Linked DNA regions of Mus musculus: regions 1, 2, 3, 4, 6 and 7 are each linked to region 5. The links are chromatin contacts, called in public HiChIP or PLAC-seq and promoter capture Hi-C maps. All regions are on one chromosome and are shown on one strand. The core of a region is the stretch at or near the end of the contact, and the rest is flanking DNA. Distances in the headings are between cores, read along the strand shown.

What was found. Promoter capture Hi-C pulls out the DNA fragments that hold promoters and counts their contacts. HiChIP or PLAC-seq counts read pairs in DNA pulled down with a chosen protein or histone mark.
Region 1: a promoter capture Hi-C map of pre-B cells shows a contact between it and region 5, with 5 times the contacts expected there. The contact joins the enhancer-like site here to the promoter of Msrb2 in region 5. A contact is called at or near these places in 6 of 39 promoter capture datasets (the C10 cell line, cranial neural crest, frontonasal cranial neural crest and 3 more), 1 of 484 Hi-C or Micro-C datasets (cerebral cortex), 6 of 115 datasets of contacts at active chromatin or transcription factors (bone marrow-derived macrophages, craniofacial prominence, embryonic forebrain and 3 more) and 1 of 9 other capture datasets (adipose tissue).
Region 2: a contact with region 5 is called in an H3K4me3 HiChIP or PLAC-seq map of bone marrow-derived macrophages, with 5 times the contacts expected there. The contact joins the enhancer-like site here to the promoter of Msrb2 in region 5. A contact is called at or near these places in 6 of 39 promoter capture datasets (the C10 cell line, the HPC-7 cell line, hippocampal neurons and 2 more), 2 of 15 datasets of contacts at CTCF or cohesin (large pre-B cells and pro-B cells), 8 of 484 Hi-C or Micro-C datasets (LSK cells, the N1E-115 cell line, Sertoli cells and 3 more), 15 of 115 datasets of contacts at active chromatin or transcription factors (acute myeloid leukemia, bone marrow-derived macrophages, cardiomyocytes and 7 more) and 4 of 9 other capture datasets (adipose tissue, embryonic stem cells, liver and 1 more).
Region 3: a contact with region 5 is called in an H3K4me3 HiChIP or PLAC-seq map of bone marrow-derived macrophages, with 7 times the contacts expected there. The contact joins the promoter of Carlr here to the promoter of Msrb2 in region 5. A contact is called at or near these places in 13 of 39 promoter capture datasets (the C10 cell line, the HPC-7 cell line, cranial neural crest and 8 more), 1 of 15 datasets of contacts at CTCF or cohesin (large pre-B cells), 1 of 484 Hi-C or Micro-C datasets (bone marrow-derived macrophages), 12 of 115 datasets of contacts at active chromatin or transcription factors (bone marrow-derived macrophages, cardiomyocytes, craniofacial prominence and 6 more) and 2 of 9 other capture datasets (adipose tissue and bone marrow-derived macrophages).
Region 4: an H3K27ac HiChIP or PLAC-seq map of embryonic stem cells shows a contact between it and region 5, with 4 times the contacts expected there. The contact joins the enhancer-like site here to the promoter of Msrb2 in region 5. A contact is called at or near these places in 4 of 39 promoter capture datasets (hippocampal neurons, liver and pre-B cells), 1 of 484 Hi-C or Micro-C datasets (pancreatic cancer cells), 5 of 115 datasets of contacts at active chromatin or transcription factors (bone marrow-derived macrophages, double positive thymocytes, embryonic stem cells and 2 more) and 2 of 9 other capture datasets (adipose tissue and liver).
Region 6: an H3K4me3 HiChIP or PLAC-seq map of pro-B cells shows a contact between it and region 5, with 11 times the contacts expected there. The contact joins the promoter of Dnajc1 here to the promoter of Msrb2 in region 5. A contact is called at or near these places in 10 of 39 promoter capture datasets (the C10 cell line, the HPC-7 cell line, cranial neural crest and 5 more), 2 of 15 datasets of contacts at CTCF or cohesin (large pre-B cells and pro-B cells), 10 of 484 Hi-C or Micro-C datasets (CD4 T cells, the N1E-115 cell line, Sertoli cells and 7 more), 16 of 115 datasets of contacts at active chromatin or transcription factors (astrocytes, bone marrow-derived macrophages, cardiomyocytes and 13 more) and 2 of 9 other capture datasets (embryonic stem cells and liver).
Region 7: a contact with region 5 is called in a promoter capture Hi-C map of hippocampal neurons, with 6 times the contacts expected there. The contact joins the enhancer-like site here to the promoter of Msrb2 in region 5. A contact is called at or near these places in 3 of 39 promoter capture datasets (the C10 cell line, hippocampal neurons and pre-B cells), 2 of 484 Hi-C or Micro-C datasets (cerebral cortex and uterus), 7 of 115 datasets of contacts at active chromatin or transcription factors (bone marrow-derived macrophages, craniofacial prominence, double positive thymocytes and 4 more) and 3 of 9 other capture datasets (adipose tissue, embryonic stem cells and liver).

What each region holds. Positions count from the first base shown.
Region 1 is chr2:18,626,300-18,629,586 of GRCm38.p6, forward strand. No RefSeq gene overlaps it. Among named protein-coding and RNA genes, the nearest start is that of n-TNgtt9, 41 kb to the left of the region's middle. Within about 2 kb of position 1,357, at least 2 of the 459 cell types and tissues checked have an H3K27ac peak or open chromatin away from gene starts, as enhancers often do. A contact at or near this core is called in pre-B cells, where this site is marked.
Region 2 is chr2:18,765,543-18,768,710 of GRCm38.p6, forward strand. No RefSeq gene overlaps it. Among named protein-coding and RNA genes, the nearest start is that of Gm3363, 6.3 kb to the left of the region's middle. Within about 2 kb of position 1,584, at least 399 of the 459 cell types and tissues checked have an H3K27ac peak or open chromatin away from gene starts, as enhancers often do. A contact at or near this core is called in the HPC-7 cell line, LSK cells, the N1E-115 cell line and 17 more, where this site is marked.
Region 3 is chr2:18,800,378-18,803,652 of GRCm38.p6, forward strand. Carlr (cardiac and apoptosis-related long non-coding RNA) reads right to left here and starts at 1,441. Exons shown (of 1, transcript NR_131254.1): 1 at 1-1,441.
Region 4 is chr2:18,514,802-18,517,773 of GRCm38.p6, forward strand. No RefSeq gene overlaps it. Among named protein-coding and RNA genes, the nearest start is that of n-TNgtt9, 71 kb to the right of the region's middle. Within about 2 kb of position 1,585, at least 3 of the 459 cell types and tissues checked have an H3K27ac peak or open chromatin away from gene starts, as enhancers often do. A contact at or near this core is called in embryonic stem cells, where this site is marked.
Region 5 is chr2:19,370,257-19,373,260 of GRCm38.p6, forward strand. It overlaps Msrb2 (methionine sulfoxide reductase B2), which reads left to right and starts at 1,380. Exons shown (of 5, transcript NM_029619.2): 1 at 1,380-1,523. The coding sequence starts at 1,427.
Region 6 is chr2:18,391,205-18,394,320 of GRCm38.p6, forward strand. It overlaps Dnajc1 (DnaJ heat shock protein family (Hsp40) member C1), which reads right to left and starts at 1,626. Exons shown (of 12, transcript NM_007869.3): 1 at 1,087-1,626. The coding sequence starts at 1,296.
Region 7 is chr2:18,606,608-18,609,882 of GRCm38.p6, forward strand. No RefSeq gene overlaps it. Among named protein-coding and RNA genes, the nearest start is that of n-TNgtt9, 21 kb to the left of the region's middle. Within about 2 kb of position 1,429, at least 210 of the 459 cell types and tissues checked have an H3K27ac peak or open chromatin away from gene starts, as enhancers often do. A contact at or near this core is called in adipose tissue, bone marrow-derived macrophages, cerebral cortex and 6 more, where this site is marked.

The DNA.
Region 1 (3,287 bases), core at 107-2,606, 740 kb before region 5:
CTCACATGGTTCACAACCATCTGTAACCATAGCTCCAGGGGGCACCAAGCTTATATGTGGTACATATACATACATGCAGGCAAAGCATCCACACAAGAAATCAAAATAAATAAATGTGATAAAATGTTAAAGAATAACAGAACATTTAATAGTGTTGTACTGAAAAGCATGAGAATAAAAAGTACCAGTTCCAGAAAGAAACCGAAGGAAAATATACCAATCATTTCCGTGCTCTCGAAGGAATCACACCCACCAATGCTTTCCCACTCAGCACAGAAATTTACAGCCAGGCTGGGTGTGCTAGCGCACACCTTTAATCCCAGCTCTCAGGAGGCAGAGGCAGGCGGATTTCTGAGTTCGAGGCCAGTCTGGTCTACAGAGTGAGTTCCAGGACAGCCCAGGGCTACACAGAAAAACCCTGTCTCGAAAACAAAACAAAACAAAATCGCCTCTGCATTCTCAGGTGAAGGAGATGGTTTGAAAGGAAAAATTTACTTTCACAAAGCCTGTCTCACCATCAGTTCAACTTATCTGGTTTTACTATCTAATAGAACAGGCTGCCAAAATCTATACTTCCAAAACAAATCCCCATTTCAGGCAAAAGTAGATCATTAGGCCTTCCTAAATAGTGAAAATCTAAATGTTTCTCAGGCATCCCTCATTTCTAAGTCCAACTTAGTTTTGTGTATCAGCTGAGTTTTCAAGACAAAGAGCTATCTTGGTGTGCTTTCTTCTTTCTGTCTCTCTGTCTCTGTCTCTCTCCTCTCTTTTTGTTGTTGTAGAGAGAGAGAGCAAATCCTTGGAAATCATTTTAAATGTATCAATAATGGCACACAGTAGGCATTTGGTTCATGTCAAAACTTTCAAGGAGTCTGTTTTCTCCTTCCTTCCTTCTGGGGATTGGACTCAAGTCATCAGGCTTAGAACCAACCCTCTTTGCTAAGGTGCCTCACTGGACCAAAGCATTTTGTTTTTTAAAAAAGAAAGAGATTCGTTTGTGTTTCACTCAGGGTTATAGGTTATAATAACTCTGTTGAACCATTCTGCCAATCAACAAAGGACTCTGGGATATCCATTATCCCTTTACCCCTGTTTATAGTTCTGTTATATGGGTATAAGTTATGGTTGTACAATATATACATATGTGTATGCTCCTGTGAAGAGATTATAATTGAGTTAATTGAAGACATGTCTTAAATGATGTTTCATTAAACTGTGAAATTTTTGAAATGAAGTTAAGAAAAATGAAAATTATAAATAGAATAGAAGAAAAGGAAGCAAGTGATAGCAACTGCGTCCGAGTAAAATGAGAAGTGAAGGCTGGGTTTAACCAGCAGGCAGCAGGCGGTTTCATGGAGAGACGCTGAGCAGTCTTCTCAAGAGGAAGGAGCGAGCAAGAGGGGCAGTTAGTGGGGTTCTTAGTGCTAACCCCACAGGAATTGGGGCTTTGCTTTGGGAGTAATGGGAGGCACATCTGGTCAGAGGGAGGAATTCCCCAAAAGCCAAGGCAGAAGAACCCAGAATGTCCATAGAAGGGACCAGCAACCCACTATAAACTCTGAAGCAGGCATGCCCTGGGCACTATTGTCCATTTCCACAAAGGTTCGTGATTTCCTTAGTAATTATTCCCGTATGAAATCAGTGAGCGGATGCTGTGGAAAGTTCACATCCATACAAGGCGAAGCTACTTAGAAGCGCCTTTTAATCCTCCGTGACCCCATTATAAACAACAGAATTAATCCTTTATCCTCGGGGAATTCCCTTTACATGCGAGAACAGAGTCATGTAAAATGTTCCATAACACCTTGTATAGTTGACATATATCATGTTAAATCTGCCAGACATAGTGGCATACCCCTAGTGTTCCAGCATTTGAGAGACCAAAGCAAGAGATTGAGGAGTTCAAGGTCAGGCTAGGCTACAGGAGAGCCTGCCAAAGGCACAAGCAACAAAATTATAGCAAATCTGGAATGCCTTTTCTACTGATGAGCAACAGGGTATCTTTAAAGTGCATTTTTATTTTGTTTGAGATAGGGTCTTCATAGTCTGACTTTGAAAGAATGTATGTGTGTGTCTGTGTGTCTATGTGTGTGTGTGTCTGTGTGTGTGTGTCTGTGTGTGTCTGTCTGTGTGTGTGTCTGTGTGTGTGTGTCTGTGTGTGTGTGTCTGTCTGTGTGTGTGTCTGTGTGTGTGTGTCTGTGTGTGTGTGTCTGTCTGTGTGTGTGTCTGTGTGTCTGTATGTGTGTCTGTGTGTGTGTGTCTGTGTGTGTGTGTGTGTGTGTGTGTGTGTGTGTCTGTGTGTGTGTGTGTGTGCTCAGGTGCACACGCCCTTATGCACTTGCACAGAAGACAAAGGAGAACATGAGGTGAATCCTGCTTCATTATATGACATTTTATTCGCTCGTGTCAAGACAGGATCTCTCGCTGAGCCTGGGACACAATTGTTTTCCAACTGAGTTGGCTAATGCTGAAGCCTGTCTCCACGACCTAGCACCCTGGGTCACAGGAGCACATACAGGACTCTGTGCATTCTGGGGACCAGAACTCAGGCTTGGTTGTGGAGTCAGTGCTCTTAACTGCTGAGCCATGTCCCCAGCCTCTGAGTATACTTTAAAAGAAACCTTGTTCAGTGACTTAAATGAAAATATAACTAAGTAATTATGATAGGAAATGGTAACAGTAAGGAAAAACTAAACAAAACAAAGCCAGAGTCTCTAAGTTCCACTGTGTTATCTTTGCTCAAGTAAAAGATCATTGTCACCTAAAAAAATAAAAATTAGGAAGTGAAACAAAATTGGCAGGAAAGTGAAATTCAAAACAGGTAAGAAGAAATTGCTTGCACAATTCAGATAAAATAATGATAATAGTAGTAGTAATACATACATACATTCATGCATAGAGATGGATTGCCTTTTGTTTGCAAAATGTTTGAAATAAGACAATCAAAAGAAACACAACCCAATTCATGTGTCCAGAGAGCTTATAAAATAATATAAGTATATAGAAATGTTAAGGAGTATTCATTAGATATTTTTATTATATTGGTTTTTTTGTTTTGCTTTTTTTGTTTTTTTGAAATACGGTTTTTTGATGTATCCCTGGCTGTCCTGGAACTCACTCTGTAATGTTATTAACACAAAAGCAAGAGGTATGAAGACTTCCTTCAGGGGTGTGAATGGGGTGGGTTTCATGGAAATGAGTTTTTCTTTCCTTTTTTACAGATTTTAAAATTGGTGCCTGGTCAGGAGGACTAGTGAGGAAATCCATCCAAAATAATATTTCTTCAG
Region 2 (3,168 bases), core at 334-2,833, 600 kb before region 5:
GAGCCAAAACAGAGAGAGAAAAAAAAAAGTTTGTCATGGTTGTGAAATCTTTAGGAAAGTATACGTAACACCCAAACACTGCCAAAGAAAAGCTAACCTTGAGGGCAATTTTAAGTGTTAAGATTTGATGAGAAGATGGAATCCCAGGGCATCAAGAGCAAGGAGAAACAGAAAGGAAAACAGATACAAAGTAGCACGTTAGTGAACACTTGTGAGAAAGTACTGCTGACTGTTCCTAAACAGAAAGGAAAACAAATACAAAGTAGCACGTTAGTGAACACTTATGAGAAAGTACAGCTGACTGTTCCTAAACAGAAAGGAAAACAGATACAAAGTAGCACGTTAGTGAACACGTATGAGAAAGTGTAGCTGACTGTTCGTTCTGCAGCTTTCAGGCAAAGCTCAAGCCTTGGGAGTGTCCGTGGTAGAGACTGATATGCCGGGTAGTGTTTGTTTTCTGCCTCTGTGAAGGTTTGTCTCATACTGTTCTAACTCACCTTGCGCTGGGACCTTGGGCAGATAGAGGCAGAACATTCCACCATCAGGGCCCCTATAAGGAAGCAGGGTTGAATCTTTACCCTCATTTGTTGGGGGTTATCTGTCAGGGAGGGAACAGGAGTGGAACCCTCCGCAGAAAGGCCAGCCCTGGACACCACGAAGCAGAGGTGGTGGTGAGGTTGGTGGGGCTAAGTAAATCTGGAGAAGTACATCAATTGCTCTGGGTGTTCTTTAGGCAACAACATTGCCATATTGTTCTTTAGGATATTTTCTTTCTATTGTTGGAGTGAATCTACTCTTAGAGGACTTAGTTCTGAGAAGGATGCTTTTAAGGCTCATGTAAATTTCCTAAGCAGTAAATATTTTTTTCCTATCAGCTTGTCTCTCAGTCACCTACCCCCTAGCAGCAGCTTCTCCCCCAAAACAGACACCCTACTTCGGCCAACTTTTGAGGACATTATTTTACTTACAGTTTGAGCAGAATAAACTTTATATACCTTTAGATTACACTTCTGTGAATTGTGGCAACTGTGATGTAATCACCACTGCTTTTGAGCTATAAAGTTATTGTCCAGCCTGCAGTGTACTACTTTCGTTTTCTGGCCAGGCAAAGGCTTTGTTTACAGCTTTTAAACATGGACTCTAGTTGGTCGTGATCTTTTCTGCGATTTTCCTCATGTTATGTTTTCAGATCCTTGTGAGTTGTTACCTGTATTAACACTGAGTTAATGCTAGGTTCCTTCTTGAGGGTGTGATGTGCTTTTAGACAGTGTTACCTGCATTATCCTCATTACTCCTCACCATCCTGACCAGAACAGCACTCCACTGACCAGAACAGACACTGGTAAAACCTGCTCCCTGGAAGTGGGCGCAATCACCCTCGGATGCAATCCAGGCCCAGAACGTCCCCGAAGCTGGAGCTGGGCGGCCGCTGGGCCACTGGAGTGCGCAGATGACGGATCCTCAGGCTCACAGAAGGTAGAATCCTGGCCAGAAAATAACCCGAACTCGGTCTAAGGCAGCGGTTCCGGGAGCAGCATGCTTATAAGAGCAAGGACAAACCGCACTACACCCGGCGTTTCCCTCCGCGCGCGGACGGCTCTACTTCCCGGCTGGGCGCTTGGCTCGGGGATCGTGGGGCTCGTAAGCTCTCCGTGGGCGCCTTTCCCGATGTCGTCGCTGGGCTTCCCGGGAGCAGGGGTGGCCGCGCTGCCGCCGCGCGCTGCACAGAGCTGACCTTGTTCTGCGCGGTGTCTGCTTGAATGGCGTCGGGAGTTGGGGTCGGGACGCGTGGGCCCAAGGCGCCCCGGCCTGCCATCCCCTCGGGCCCCGCAGCGGACTTTCGTTTTGTGCTGAGCGCCAGGGCATTGTTCCCCTACTCATGGACTCACCGGGTGGCTTTGTCTGTCGGCCTTCCTGGGGCGGAAGGAGGGCAAAGGCTGGGGCGTGGATTTGGATTGTGCACCACCTTCTCCTTTAGCTTTGAGCCACTGGCCGTTGTCCCCTTTAGGGTTTTGATCTTTGGGTTTTATTGTTTTCTTGTGCTCAAAATTGCGTACAGAAGCTAGTTTTCTGGCTCTTTGCACCATCATCTTGTGTTAGGAGAAAGGAAAGAAAGGAAGGAAGGAGGGAAGGAAGGAAGGGAAGGAAAGGAGGGAGGGAGGGAAGGAAGAAAGAAAGAAAAGAAAAGAAAAGAAAAGAAAAGAAAAGAAAAGGAGGAAAAGAAAGGAAAGGAAAGGAAAGGAAAAAGAAGAGAGGAGAGGAGGGGAGAGGAGGAGAGGGGAGGGGAGGGGAGAGGAGGGGAGGGGAGGGGAGGGGAGGGGAGAGGAGGAGAGGGGATGGGGAGAAGGAGAGGAGAGGAGGAGAGGGGAGGGGGAGAGGAGAGGAGAGGAGGAGAAGAGGAGAGGAGAGGAGAGGAGAGGAGAGGAGAGGAGAGGAGAGGAGAGGAGAGGAGAGGAGAGGAGAGGAGAGGAGAGGAGAAGAGAAGAGAAGAGAAGAGAAGAGAAGAGAAGAGAAGAGAAGAGAAGAGAAGAGAAGAGAAGAGAAGAGAAGAGAAGAGAAGAGAAGAGAAAAAAGAATATGAGGCCTCCTCGGGATGGTGTGCAACCCTTGGCAGAAGCAATGTGACCTCGGGGCCTAGGGGAGGGAATTGACCTGTGTTAGAATTAGGGTTAGGGGTCCTATGATTTAAGACTATCCAAAGCAAACGTGGGAAGAAACTGAAGTCTAAGAAGTCATCATCTATTTGTTCATACAACCTGTCAGGAATGAGAAAACAAATAAGTAATAGCAAATAAATAATACCAGCAAGGCGGAATGTGAGCTCAAGGCTGGCTTTAGAACTACTTTTCGCCAATTACCTCCCACAGTCATGACATTTTAAACCTTTTGCATACAGTTTATGTATTTGCTTATTGGTTTCTCTCCTTCCTGTAAACCTACTAAAAAAAAAAAAAACAAAACAACAACAACAACAACAAAAAAACACAGGAGTTCACTTTTTTTCCCTGGAGCCTAGTATGTTATTTGGCAATATATACAGCATTGCAGATATTTACTGAATCAGCAAGTTAAAAAAAAAAAAGCATTACTTAAAGGTCCTGTGAGTTGAGGATAAACATACCACAGGACACAAGGAAAATGGTTCTTAACTCGCTTTTACTTTTTGAC
Region 3 (3,275 bases), core at 191-2,690, 570 kb before region 5:
TCCGCCTGCCACCGCAGCGGTACGGGAATCAAAGGCCTGACCCGCAGCGGCCCTCCGGGATCCTGCGGGGGGCCGTGCGGGGCGGGCAGGATCTGCCTCCCGGAATCCCACAAACCGTACATGAGCAAGTTCGAGGCCAGTGTGTGGGCTTGCAGGGCCATCCCTCAGCCAGGACAGCACTTAATCACCGTGTCCCCTGCGGCGTGACGTTAAGGCTGGGAGGAAAAGAAAATTCTCCCGGAATCTTCGTTACAAAATCGTTTCCTTTACTAGCCCTCAATCCTGGGAGTCAGGGACACTTAAAGGCACGGTTGGGGTCCTGAAGGAAGAGATGGGATCCGGACTGGAGATAGCCATCTCTCTTCGCAGCCCCTGAGACAGAGTCATTCGACCACCTTCTCTCCCGACTGACTTTCCTGCTCCGGTAATTAAGGGAGAAGCGCAGAGACAGATTCACCCCATTTCGCCCTTTCTCATTCCCAGTCATTGCGAAGCCCCTGGCCTGAAAGGCTCGGGTTCCTCTCCTGCGTGGCAAAGGCCCTCTCACTCCGAGAGCTATAAATATTAATAAGCTGCACGGCTCCGGGCTTAATTATCTTCTCTTAATTGTAGCTTAACCAAAAATCCAGCCTCCTGCTACTCGGGCCTCTCTAAATCGGGATTATTTAGTTTCCGTGTCTGGAGGCCCCTTCGGCTCAAAGTCTTCTGTGTTGTGCCGCCAAACCTGGAAACCATATGCTGCGTCTCTGCGCGGTTTAAAATCATCCTTAGAGCAATGACGCCTCTCCTTACACTGGATGCCTAGGTTCGGGGCAGTCTTCTGCTCCCTTTCCCTGAACCTGGTACTCCCTACTACCAAAGGATTCTGCCTCCATCTCTTTTCCCTAAGTCCCCAGTAGCCTATAGGGGTTTGTCAGATAAGGGTGGCCCTTGTGGGGCACGGAATTCGCCCAGCAAATGACGACATCTGACTCAAGGGAAGGGTCTCTTCATCCCCTCACCGGGAAAGCAGCCCACACCGCTCCACTGTGGCAGGCAGGCTCCCTTGGGATTACTTGATCGGGCTGCACTGGGACACCACCCTTGTCCCTACCTGCGCAGCCCGCTCCTTGCCAGGGCTCTTCCTGGTGCATCTAGAATTCGGTGTCAAGAAAGCTCCAAGCCTGGAGCTGAGGGCTCTGAGCTTTCTTCCCTGGGTCGCAGGTGGGAGGAGAGAGAGGTCGTGGTAGCTTGCAGTTCACTGTCCTTCCCGCGCTCGAGATCCACGATGCTGAAGCTTAAGCTTAGGTCCAAGGTCTTTGATTAACAAGCTGGACATCCAGTCCTGCACTGGTGGGCAATGCCCAGATCTTCTCTAGTTCAGTCCCCTGGCTATAGAGTGCGCCTGGCTTCTGCAGCGCAGTCTATGGTCCCTCTAGCACCTTAGCTCTGCGGTTTTTCCTCTACAGACTGGGGGGCGGGGGGAGCTTAGGAGGACCCTAATCACCAGCACCAGCGCCCAGCCTTGCTAATTCAGGGGAGGTCAGCAAACCACAGGGAACAGTATTCCTGATGTGTTTTAGGTCTGCTTTGTCCTGGTGCAGATTGATTTCTAAGGCACTGTCAAAGTCTATGAGAAGCAGCTGTAATTCAGTTGATTTTAGCTCCTGGGTACCCACAAACAGCTGCCTAAGGCGGATAGATTGTGTCTGTGCTCATGCGATCAGGATCATTTACAAATGTAACTGCTAAAGGGGCACAATAGCATGCATATTCATGTAATCCTAGCACTCTGGGTGAGACAGGAGGACTGCAAATTAGAGGACAGTCTGGGCTATGTAGACGCTGCTTCAAAAAAATGAAGCAAAATATTAAATATAATTGTATATTTACATGATAACCATTTGAGTTGCATCAAAAGAAATGTTCAAAACACTAAGAATTTAGGTAATATTCTCCAGTAGATAAATTAACACTGAATATATTTTAGTTAAAAATGCAGATCTGTCACAGAAGTCCAATTATAGGAAACTTTCACAATCTGAAAGATTAGTGGTCAAAGTGGCAGTCACTGGAGTTTCCCAAAGCCCAACCATCTACTGAAATCACCAGAAAGGAATCCACTTCAGATACTTCAGGACTCACTACAGTAGGTAGGTAGTTTCTGGTGGGGTTTTAGAGGCAAGATCAGTTTTACTTTTTGGCAAAACTAACATTTCCTATATAATTCACATAGATCAGTGGTTCTCAACCTCCCCTTTAATCCAGTTTCTCACAATGTGGTGACCCCAGCCGTAAAATTATTTTCGTTGCTACTTCATAACTGTAATTCTGCTACTGGTATTAATCATAATGTAAACATTTATGGAGATAGAGGTTTGCCCAAAGGGTTGAGAACCACTGACATAGCCTCTAGACCAGCAGCAAATATTTGGCCCAGGCCCAGAGCTGGGAAACCTGTCTTGGGTGGTTAGAAGAACTGCAGCAGACCAGCTTTGGCTTTGTCACTTCCTAGCTGTGCTACCACCCAACCTGAGGCCCCCAGAATGGGAAAGAGGCTAAATGATGAGCAGGAGCCTGACTGAGCATAGAGCAAGACAGATGTGGGTGGAGCAAGACAGATGTGGGTGGAGCAAGACAGATGTGGGCGGAGCAAGACAGATGTGGGGGCAGTTGATGGGCATTTGGGCAGGCAGGCAGGTTTAAAAAAATTACTATCCCGCACTTTGCCACTTTTCAGATGCTCAGTACCAATGTCAAGTGACCCAGAGCAACAGTATGAGAATGCGCCTCAGCGTCCTCTGAAGGGGTTCTGGGCTCCGAATCAGGACAGAGCCTTTCTGGAGGGACTCTTGCTCCCCATCTGCCTTTTCTGCTGCAGTGAGTGAAGGCGGGAATAATGAGAACAGGCAGCCACAAAAGCCTCTTGTTCTCCAGCTGGAAACCTAGTGGGAGTTTTCTAGGCTTTTCTTGATCGGTCTTTTATTTCAACCAAGAATAGTTGCACACGGCTGAGAGAAAAGAATTTCTCCATTAATGATAGTCTTGAGCTATCTCTCACACATACACCTTTTCTCTCTCTCGTACTCACCCACATCCATACTTACACATCTGCCTGTCCCCTTGGCATTTTGTATTGCATAGTTTAACTTGATAAAAATCAAAGTCATGTACCAACTTGTACTTGTCTCTGAGAAACCCTACCCACAACTCATCTTCCCTGGCAGTAAAAGGCTCTGAAAGCTGTCTTTTGAATTCTGAGATCCCAGACTTACCCCAAGTTGATGCAATACTAG
Region 4 (2,972 bases), core at 335-2,834, 860 kb before region 5:
CATTGGATCCATACCATTAGATCCATACCATAACATGAATGACCTGGAAGAAAACCTCCTGACTATTTTAATCAGGTATTTTTCCATAAAACAAAGATTTCATTTACCTCTTATACACTAACTACAACAGTATGTACAATATAAAGAAGATCTATACATAAAGAAGATCTATATGAAATTTTTTTGCATGTAATTATTTTAAAAAAAAAGAAAGAGGTGGGCTGACAAGAGGGCTCAGCAGGTGAAGAGAACTTGCTGCCAAGTCTAATGACCTGAGTTTGATGCCCAGGAACTTCTGCAGCTTGTCTTCTGTCCTCTACATATGCACAATAGCACACATAATAAATTAATAAATGCAATTAAAAATACAATAAAAAGGAGATAAATGGAAGAAAGTGAAATATTTCCTTAGCCGTATACATTATATTTCACAGTGCAATTTGAGATAATTTCTCTGACTCTGACCTACGTCCTCCACATCAGAATTGTGTCACCCCATTGGGTGTGACCAAACAAAAGCTCGTGTCTTTCCCCCATGTGCTCTGTTTTCTATCCCACATCCCCTGACCCTAGCCTCTCAGACTTAGCCACTCTTTTGTTAACCTTTGTTAATGGCCACTGTTCAAAATTTCCAGTCAAAATTTAGTTTCTTAGCAATCTGGCACCATTTATTTTCTTTCACATGTCATGACTATGCATATAACGACATATATTTATGTTCATTTATTTTCTTTCACATGCCATGACTATGTATGTAGCTACATGTGTTTACGTTCATTTAAATGGAGACCAGGAACACTGGAAGGGGCAGGTGGCTTATTCAGGATGTGGAATTTAAATGGACTTAAAACAAATTAAGACCTTTAAATCATTTTGTTATTCTCTTCTTTCTCTAATTCCTTCTTTCTATCTTGTTTTCTTCCTTTTTCTGTGCTGGGGACCGAATTCAGGGCCTTGTAAATCAGATGAGCTCTTTGTCACCAAGTTACACAGCCAGACCTTAGAGCAGGTAAATGTTTAATGAGCAGATATTAGAGAGAGGTACTCCAGCCATCATCAACACAAGCAGCATCATGTGTCAGTCACTCATCCACTGGTGAGAAAAGACCAAGAGCGCCAACTTAAAGGAGATGCTTTATTTTACACCTTATTTAGGTTCAAGGTTTCAGTTCATGATCATGTGACTCTGTTGCTTACAGGTCCATGGTGAGATGGGCCATCCTGGTGGAAGGTATGCTGCAGAGCAAAGTGGCTCACCGACGGGAGGCAGGAGGTGCAGAGAGATAGGGGACAATGCAGCCCCCAAGAACCTAGTCCTCTCATCAAGAGAAGAGCTCATACTGGATTCATCAGAGACCTATGATCCTATCTTCACAGACCAACCCATGAATATTGATGCTTCTGGGGGTAATTCCAGATCTAAAGTGTAAAAAATGTGTATATTGCATGTTCACAGTAAGCCAAAGGCATTTCTGAGCTCTTCATAGTCTTAACTTCACTTATCCTTCACACCAACACAGTGTGGATAGCCCTGGAGCTATGTGATGTTAATGTTGTTCTCCAGTGTGTGGCTGCGAACCAGGAATGACTCAGCCCTCAGGTGATCTCCTGTAAACCTGCTTCCCACCTTGATTGATTTGTAAAATAAAGGAGAGCTGATGATTGGGCAGATGTAAGGGAAGGTGGAGCAGAAGGAGAGGGAGAAATAGGAGAAAATGGAAAAGGGAGAGGAGGAAGAAAAAGAAAATCAGAGCAGAAGCACATGGCCTGAAGAAATCACAAGTTCTAAGGGGGTCTCATAGATGTGGAAGATGGTAGTGTAGCGGTAGATCTGCCCAATCTAGGTGCACAGCATGTATTCATATTAACTGTGTCGTGTTTTCATTGCTGGGGCATATTTGGGCTGGAGATTAACTGTAACACAGTACTATGAGGGGAATATTATTATTATTATTATTATTATTATTATTATTATCATCTCCATTTGACTGATAGTTGGGCTGAGCCACTGACTGACTAAGCATGCTGAAGAACACTCAATTACTGAGCAATGGAACAAATTTTAATACACCAAGGCTATGTTTCTAACCATCATGTGAGACCATAGAGAGGATCAATTAAGCAATAGATGCAAAAGGTTTGAAGAGAAGCCACAGGCTATAATGGCTAAACACTAGCCAAAAGTCTAGTTGCAGGGATGGGGGGATAAATTACAGAAACCTTAAGCTCTTCCATTAAACCTACTTTTTTAGGAATTATCCTGGGGGTAGGTAGTCAAGAGTTGCAAAGGTTTTCCTAATATATGCCTGGCTTAAAGATCTGCCTTTGAATAGACGAGTTTGGGGGTAATGGCTAGATTCAGCAGACAAGCAAAGGTCAGAAGAATTGTTTGTGGGTCTCTCTGCCTGGTACTTTCCCAGGGGAGAGCTTAGCTTTCTGTTTCATTCATTTAAACGTAGGTTGTGAAGCAATGTAACCTATCTCACTTCCATATTAGAACAAATAAGGATAAAAGCCACCAGCAGCAGCATTGCATAAACAAAAGGGTGCTGCAAAGATGACTTGCTGCCCAAATATGAGGACCAGAACCTAGAACACAGGGGAAATTTCCAGCATGGTTGCACAAGCACTGTGTGTGGGGTGGGGTGATAGGAGGATCTACTGGGGCATGCAGACTGAAGGCCTAGCTCCATGCTCAGTGACAGACTGTCTCAAAGGGATAAGGTGGATGATACTAGAATAGGACATCTGGCACCTTCCTGTGTCCTTTGAGCACACATGGACACACATCCACATGTGCATATATCACACACATATACCTCTGTTCTCTCGCTCTTTGTCTTCTCTCTCTCTCTCTCTCTCTCTCTCTCTCTCTCTCTCTCTCTTATACACACACACACACTTTAATTAAAAAAAAAAACAAGACTCCTGTTTGCCTTTTTATGGACCAGAAAATATTTAATAACAGTGGC
Region 5 (3,004 bases), core at 130-2,629:
AACCAACCAACCAACCAACCAACCTGGGGTTTCTCCCCAGTGGGTGTGTGCGACCCTGAGGCCGTGAATGCTAGCCATTGCTCTACTACAGAGCTGCATTCTCAGCCATACACTGATTTTGACAAGAACTCAAATGCAGGCAGTAGAGAACAAAAAAAAAAAAATTACCTTATTTTAAAAAATGAATAAATAAATAAAAATTAACTCAGATAGATAATAGACCTAAATGTAAAACTTAAAACTATAAAATTAGCAGAAGAAAACACATAAAATATTTTGTAATATTGGACTAGCTCCATTTGTTAAATATGTTACCCCTAAGCCGCCACAAACTATAAAAAACAAAAACAAACCATCAAACCGATAAAATGAAGTTTAACAAAATGTAAAACTTCCCATCCCAAGACACAATTAGGAAACAGAAAAACACAGCCCACAGTCTCGGGAAGGGAAATTTGTGAGGAAACGATTTGATAATGGCTTTGTGCCCAGAGAATATATGGAAGAACCTTGAAAAAAATCCACAACAAGTAAATCTAATAATAAATGGGCAAAACCATGTATGATTTAGCAATGGCTAATTGTCAGTTACTGAAAGATAACACAAGAGAAGCCTATTACTGTAAGAAGTTTAAGTCTAACTTTGTAGTGATGCATGTCTATAAACTCAGTCCCGAGGCAGGAAGATTCCAAGTTTGAGGACGCTTGGACAACATAGAGAGATTAGATCTCAAAAACCGAAGCAAAACAAACGAACGAACAAAAAACCCAACCAACCAACCAACAACAAAAAAACAGGCCTGAGTAATCAAGTGTAGGAAGGGGATGATGACAGGAGCTTTCATACATTGCTAGTGAAGCAGCCGTTGCCCTTGAGACCTGGCTATTCCTCTTCCAGGTATCCAAAAAAAAGGCATGTACAGGAACGCTCCTGGCAGCTTTGTTTTTGATGTGCAAAAATTAGAACAGCCTAAACTAATGAGTAACAGTTTAGTATAATGGAATATTATTCAGAACAACAACAACAACAAAAAAAAGATTTGTGCATAATGTAACGCAAAAAACCAAGCAGCAATGTCCAGATAATTATGTTGAGTAAGGGAAGCCAGAAATAACCAACTGCAATTAGTATGACTTCTGGAAAACCTAAACAAACTGAAACACAGCAAGTTTTAGACTAGTCATGATTCCAATCGGAGTAAGGTACTGCGGGAGGAGGAGGCAGTGGAGTCCCGGGATATTCCACACACTCCGCGAAGATCAAGGTCAAGAGGAGCAAGAGGATAAGTTAAGTGGTGGGGGTAGGGTGGAGCACCAGAAGAAAAGGAGAGCCTGGAGGAGGGGAAGAGACCTGGGCAGAGGGGAGGGATCCGGCGGAGGGTGGGGGTTGGGTAGGCTTGGGAGGAAACCCGTTGGTGGCAGCGTCATGGCGCGACTGCTGCGAGCGCTGCGGGGTCTGCCTTTGCTGCAGGCGCCTGGACGGCTGGCTCGGGGTTGCGCGGGATCGGGAAGCAAGGACACAGGTAGGTCCTCAATCGCTGCCGTCTCTCGTGGCTTTCGGTTTCACAGTCCTGGCTGACCCTGGGCGGCCTCCTGTGAGGTCCTGAGAGACTGGTCCCAGCGGCCCGCTGCCTGAGTTGCGGAGCAGAGCAACGCGTTTGGTAAACTTGGTGTGCTGGGGGAGCACTGATGCCGGAGAGGATCGAATCTTCTCCTATGCTTGCATACAGTTCGTTTATATGTTACATTTTGGTGTACAAAGTCGTGTTAGGAGCCATGGTGTTGTCAGGGACCCAGTGGCGGTCAACAGCCGTACCTTGTGCGCCCTCTCCTGGGCGGGAGTTAATCCTTGCCCTCCCCCCCCCCCCCCCCACTTCCTTCGGGAGGACTGCTAGTTGCCTCCTGTCCTGTGAGACTGGCCCACTGCACCATCACGGGTGCTGCTGCAACACTATCTTGGTTTTGTGTGACTCTAGGTTTTGAGATGTGTGGGTGAATTATTCTCGTGTTCCAACAGGTTGTTAGTGGCTAAGAGACAGGATGGGGTGGAATGGTAAGTGCTTTTTGCCCTCATTTGTGAATCCGGACACTTTTGCATCTTCCCTGGGAGGAGTAGGAGTCTTTGAGGAGTCCCAGGTGTAATTCTCTGTAATTTCGTGGCCCTGTGGTTTAGCACTGGGCAGCTGCTCTCCTGACCTCCTTTCCAACCCAGTTTTATATCTTATGCTGCTTAGGAAAAGTCTTGGAAAGATCAGGAATTCAAGGCCCATACCTAAACATGATAAAAGCAATCTACAGCAAACCAGTAGTCAACATCAAAGTAAATGGTGAGAAACTGGAAGCATTCCCACTAAAATCAGGGACTAGACAAGGCTGCCCACTTTCTCCCTACCTATTCAACATTGTACTTGAAGTCCTAGCCACAGCAATTAGACAACAAAAGGAGATAAGGGGGATACAAATTGGAAAGGAAGAAGTCAAAATATCACTTTTTTGCAGATGATATGATAGTATATATAAGTGACCCTAAAAATTCCACCAGAGAACTCCTAAACCTGATAAACAGCTTCAATGAAGTAGCTGGATATAAAATTAACTCAAACAAGTCAATGGCCTTTCTCTACACAAAGGATAAACAGGCTGAGAAAGAAATTAGGGAAACAACACCCTTCACAATAGTCACAAATCATATAAAATACCTTGGCGTGACTCTAACTAAGGAAGTGAAAGATCTGTATAAAAAGAACTTCAAGTCTCTGAAGAAAGAAATTAAAGAAGATCTCAGAAGATGGAAAGATCTCCCATGCTCATGGATCGGCAGGGTCAATATAGTAAAAATGGCTATCTTGCCAAAAGCAATCTACAGATTCAATGCAATCCCCATCAAAATTCCAACTCAATTCTTCAACGAATTAGAAAGGGCAATCTGCAAATTCATCTGGAATAACAAAAAACCTATGGTAGCAAAAACTCTTCACATGGCAGCTTATAACTCACTCTAGTT
Region 6 (3,116 bases), core at 376-2,875, 980 kb before region 5:
TTTTTCTCTATGAGCAGGAAGTGGCACAAGGTAACACAATGACCACAAAACCATTGTGTATAATATTTTTAACTCTTAAGAAATGAGAACTGTTAAGTTTAATACCATGGTAATTTTATACTCAATGATTTTATATGCAATCATGGAATTAAAATGCAATTATTAAAAATTAAATTTCTGTTTAACAGTTCAATTCATTTCCTTTGAAAGTTTCCTATTTCATAACTTATAGGAAGAGGTACATTTCTTAGCTAATTCTGTTAAGTGTGCCTTTTTGCTGCTGCTGTTGTTTTTGCTTCACAACTTACATCTTGTGTGAAGGACTCAATCATAGCTTGTGGAAGTCTCTCTCATTCCATGATCATGAAGTTATTATTAGTTATTAACATGTCTTCTTTTTTCTGTTCATTGTTTGAGGTAGTCTGAATAAATACCCTCACTCAATCACTTTCAAGTAGAAATAAAAGGGAACAAGAGATTTTACAAGTTAAAGACCCAAGTTAAAACCTGAAATGAAATCAATGGAGAGGCAAGGACGTATACACAAGACTATCCTGACCTCCTCTTTCAACAGCACTCCAAACACCTCAAACCCTGAAAGTGTCACAACTTCTCTAATGAGTTCTAGGACCAAGCGGGAGGAGGCTTCAAATTTTTCCAGATTTCTAACTGCTACACAAACACTAATAGCAGGCTTTAACGATTACAAAATACAGTGCAAGAAAACTGCTAACAGACGCTGGGCAAAATGTATTTCAGTCTTCCCAGAAAGGACGAGGGAGAGGGAGGCAGTTGGAGTAAACATATGTTTAAGTGGGAAGATGACAATTTGGGGTGATACATGGTTACTGTGTCACACTTGAGTGTTAAAAATCGGTCTGCCTACATCTCTCTTCCTTCTTCCTTCAGCACAGCTCGCGGGGTGGGGGAAGGATGGTCTCCAGAAAGCCAAAGAAAAGGTAGTTGCACCGTCCAGCCTAACACTCAGATCAGAAGTTCCGAAGTTGGGCCGACAGTGAGGAACTGGGAAGAGATGGCGGTCAAGTGGACCGGGCTGGGTGAGGAGGTCCGGCCCGCCGCGCTTACCTGCTGCACCCCGAGGAACTCGTAGAAGTTCAACTGCACCTCTTCCACCAAGTCGAACAACTCCAGGTCTCCGCTCTCCCAGGCGCGCACTGGCCGCACGGCTGCCAGCAGGAACAGCAGCAGCAGCCACAGCGGCCGCACCGAGGATGACTCCAACCCGGAGCGCCGGCGCTGGGGAAGTCGCGCGGATCCGAAGCCGGGAACCCACATCGCGCTGGGCTCAAAGAGGTCGGTCGGCAGGCAGCCACGCCGTGCGCCGGCAGAGAGCGGAGACGTGGCGGGTGGCGCGGGCGGTGCGGACGGCGCCTGTCAGTCAGGAGCGCGGGCAGCCGCCCGGAAGCGACCAACCAGGCTGCCGGCTCGAGGGAAGCACTAACTGCCGCGGAGCCGGCGGCTGGGGAGCGGAGACCGGCCGCAGCCCGCTCTCCCTCTCTAGACCCTCGCCCCGGCCTAGGAACAGCTGGAGAGCCAGCGCTGGCACCCAAGCGGCCGTGTGGGAGAGGTTTCCCCAGGCCTCAGCCTATCCCAGGCCTCGCTTCCGGTGACATCACGTCTCCTAGCAACTGTGGGGCGGGGGCGGGGCCGGAAGTAGGAACGCCAGGCGCTCTGGATTCTGGCCTCAGAGAACAGCTTTCCGTGGCTGGCTTGTAGAGCAGCTGCACGTGTGTCAGCGCTGGCTAAAAGAGGTGAATAATCAACAATCGCGGACCTCCTGGGCCAAGAACGCCTATCTGTAGGTTTTCTTCCCCATGCCTTCTACCTTGCCTTCCTAAGTATTGATATTAAAAGCATATTGGAGGGTCGATGTATTTTATTGCTTAGGGGCTTCTGTTCATGTGCATTTTGTTATTTGATCAGTAAAGGTAGGATGAATTGAACAATGCCTAAAACACACAGATCCACCCCATTGTGGTTTTGGAAGGTGGGGGCACAAAAAGGAATTTAACCAAGAAAAAAATTATACTTCTAAATATGAATTAAGATTTGCGGATATAGTCCATGCAAATAAGCAGCCTCTAATTTCCAGGAGATCTGAAGCCCCCTTCTGGCCTTTGTAGGATCCTGCACACACCTAATACACATAAATTCAAGAAAGCAAACACACATACATATAAATAAAATTTAAAATATTCTTTTAAGTCTGAAGTTTATTTCCTTAAAGTAAAACTAATCTTGGACCTAGTATTGACTTTTGATTAAGACCACTTCTTCCTCTTGCAGAGGACCTGAGTTCTGTTCCCGGTACCCATATTGGAGTGGTTCACAACTGCCTGTAATTCTAGCTGCAGTGATCCAGTACTCACCTCAAGCTTCCACAGGCACCTGTGCATGTGCACATACACATAGGCAGGCACATACATGTACATACAAGACCCATCATCTTTACCAAGTCCCTACATTAAAGCAAATGTTTGTTTATTCAATGAGTGAAACTGTCAGAAAATATGGCAACAACAAATTTTGTTTACCCAATGTCCATCCTTTCCATATTTGATCATATTATTGAATACTGTGTTATTTGAAAGTGGTGTGATCTTGCCACAACTGCAAACGTGTTAGTATGAGCTCTTAGCAGACAGTCCTGTATTTCTGTCTTGAACTCTGTGTTGTCCAAGAACTCTAAGGACTTACTCCATTTTCAGGGGACTTATCACTTTCTAAGGCCAGGCTGATACAGAAGTCGAGTTGCCTCTACTTTATTCTCTGAGACAATTTTCTTACTACAATTCAAATTTGTCATTTCCACATTAACTGTTGTGCTGCAGGAGGTAACACAATTGAATAAATCCTTTGTCAATGTCTGGGCTAAGGGCAGTTATCAGCTGTTTTCTTCCCTGGTGGCATTTACTGATCCTAGGTATGGAGTGATTCGCTTTGGTCTGCTCAGAGGGACTTTACACAGATAAAAAGAAAGCAACGAAATCTTTACTTTGAATTGTATGATGGACTAAGGTACAAAGAAGCCCCAAACATACAGTCAGCCGTCCCACAAGACGCCCGCTGAATATCGCTTGAGGTTGAGGAACTGT
Region 7 (3,275 bases), core at 179-2,678, 760 kb before region 5:
AATTAAGTTGGAAAACAAAAATGACTTCTCCAATGATGCCCATTTTTAGAAAGCTCATCTGGGAACTCTCTGTACTCCTAGGCAAGTGCATTTACCATTTACCAGAAGAAATGCATACAAGACATTTTAATCTACTTTCAATGATTCTGGAAGTCAGGTTCTCAAATCAAAAGAATGTTTGCTGCCAGCTTTCACATCTATGATTTGAAGTTACCACTCTAAGTTTAGCAAGGCCTGGCTGTATTGCTAAGTCTCATGCCAAGACCTGTGAGCTTTCTCCCCTTTTGTAAATAGCCTGAAAAGAAGTACTTAAAACCTGATTTTAATTGAAGGCAATCAATATAAACCAAGGAAACTGTTTTGTTTTAAATGAGACACCCTGTAAGTTCTGCTCAGAACAATTCCCCTTGGTTTTTTTTTTTTTTCTTAAGAGTCTCAGAAATTTAATCTTTCAAATATTTCCAGGAATTCCAAAATCTATCACACAAAGGAGGAACACCTTCGTTTTGTTCTGGAGTGAGGGGGACAGAATAGAATGTTCTTGAAAATGTGAATCTAGAAGGTTAAAACATAGTTGGAAAGGTGAATTATTTTATTTTCAGTTTCTATATATAGACCAACTTCCCCCATTATGACTGAAAGAAATGTCTCAGACAGCAAATGATGTCATTGCCTCCGTTGACTTGAAATGCTTCTATCATCTGCTTGAAAAAAAACAAAGAATCCAACCCAGCTACCTCACAGAGAAACGCCTCCTCAATGAGACTTTTCAGGAAGACACTTGTCGCTAGTCCCGCAGCCAAGAGACTTCAAAATCACACTGCTTCTCAGAGAACTCCCCACGGACCACCATTTAGGAATAATTTTAATTCAAAATCAGCATTCTTGAGTTCAGATAAGTGGGGGGAGGGAGAAGGAGAGGGAGAGGGAGAGAGAAAAGGCGATAAGTATAAAAAGTGAATAATTTAAAAGAAACACCTAACCACCTTACTGCTTGGGAGTCCCCGTGTTTAACGGGAAAAAAAACACGAATTAATATCTCTGTCTTCTTTGCCGGTCTCTCTACAACTCATCTCTGGAAGTCTGTCCAGAAAGACGATTCTGATTCCTAGTCTATTGAAATACAGTGCAAAACTCCCAGTTGCAATAAAAGAAAAGAAAGCACGGGAGGAAGCCAACTAGCTAACCAAAACCAGAAAACAAGAAAGAGAAGGAAGGAGGGAGGGAAAGAGACAGAGAGACAGGGACGGGTCAGACAGAGACACAGACAAAGAGAGAGGAGACAGAGAGGGAGAGAGAGAGAGAGAGAGAGAGAGAGAGAGAGAGAGAGAGAGAGAGAGAGAGAGAGAGAGAGAGAGAGAGCGCTAATCTCCTTGCAGCAGGAGACAACAGCACCCCACCCCAAGAAGTCCCCCTCCGCTGCTGGGGAGCACTGGGCACACAGTGGCTTCTGAGGTCACCAGCTTGCCACCCTGGCCCTTGGCAGCCTAGGCTCGCACCTGGACGCCCTCTCTAGCCCACACTCAACAGGAGAGAGGGAGGAAGGGAGGGAGAGAGAAAGAGAGAGAGCGAGAGAGAGCAAACGACAGACAGAAAGACAGACAGACAGAAAAGAGAATGGCCCACCTGTGAGCCCAGCAGGCAAGAAACGCGCCGGCCACAGACTCAAAATGGAGAAAGAGGAACCGAGAGGGACAGGAAGGAGGGAGACACGGGAAGGGACAGTAGGATAAAAACTGTTCAGGGTCCGCGGGTTAGAGGATGCCAGATGGAGAACCCAGGAGTGGAAAGCCAGAGCACCAGGAAGAGCGAGGAGGCCGAGGCAGTGCTCCAGCCAGGCTGCTCCGGTGTCCAGGCTCCATTTCCAACAGCGCCATATTCGTGCAGCCCTTTGTCGTGGTTGATTTTTCTCCGGCGGCTGGGGACCTGTGCCAGTGGGTTTCTGCCGCTTGGGCAGAGGGCTTGGCGGCAGGACAGGATGCAGGGCTCAGTTGGGGGACCTTCGTGGCCATCTATATACCTTGAGGGGCTTCAGTGTGCAGGGCCCAGCTGGGAACCATCGTGCCTGCCTTACAGGGCTTCAGGGTACAGAGCACAGGGGGGAGCCTCAGGCCTGTCTTCCTGGTAGGGCTGTAGGGTGCAGGCTCCAGCTGGGAACCCCAGTGCCTGGTTTTGCCCTTGCAGGGCTGCAGGGGACAGGACCTAGCTGGAGGCCCTTCTTATACGTGCCTCGCAGGGCTGCAGGGTTAGCTGGGGGACCTTACTGCCCTTCAGGGCTGAGGGGTGAGGAACCCGGTTGCAAGTGGCCCTCGGGCGCTGCACCCCTCGGAGTTCATGTCCTTGACGTTGGAACGGTGAGTGGCAGACGCTAGTGCAGGAAGGAGGCGTTACTAGATTGATCAAAGAAAGAAAAAGAGGAAGGACGCCCTTAAAGAGAAGGGTGCTAGCTGAAAATAGCGGAGCACAGTGCCCCAAGATCCGAGCCTTTCTGGAAGGGATTTCGGGCCTCCCGCCCCCCTCCTCATCCCACCTGGGGGCGGGCGGTCAGCCACCTCCTCCTGCGCACAGCCACCAAGTCTCTACCCTGGTTGCTCTCCGCCTAGACCTCTTACAGGGTCGACTGTCGGGCTGACCGCCCGGACCTCCAGGTCCGCGGGTCGCTCCATCCCACCCCTACGTCCGAGGTATCAAAGCTCCCCCGGTAGATCTTGGGGTAACTGGAGGCACCCCCAGATAGAAGCCGCGTCCGCCACTCGTCCCGCCCTATGTCGCTCTGACATAGTGTCACCCTGAACCTCACGCACGTCTTTTTCACAATTCTCCCCTTTTCATGACGAGGGTTGTCCTTTCCTCCAAATCCCATCCTCGCCGGAGCTAAGGAAGGCCCTGGGTGCCTGGTGTCCCCTCCCTTTCCCAAGGACTCGGGGAGCTAGCGGGCCCCGACACTCCAAGCCGGAGTACCCTGAGGCCAGAGCCCCGCACTTGCCCGGAGCTATGTTGTGGACCAGGCCGGAGCCTCTGGCTTCGTCCCCTCCAGGTGAGAAGGACTCAGGCTGGAAGGAAGGAGGCGACCGCTCCCTCAGGACCAAAGCAAAAAACAGCTAGCCACTCGCGATCGCCGCCGGCGTGACCGATACCCACATCGCCCGGCGGCGGTTCCGTGGGCTCTGTTCTGACTTTATGCCTGGAAGAAGTTTTCTTCCAGGCATAAAGTTGGTTGGTTGTCCTCCTTTCCAACAGAGAGCACTGCCTGTCGTCTCCCTTCCCGAGGCCAC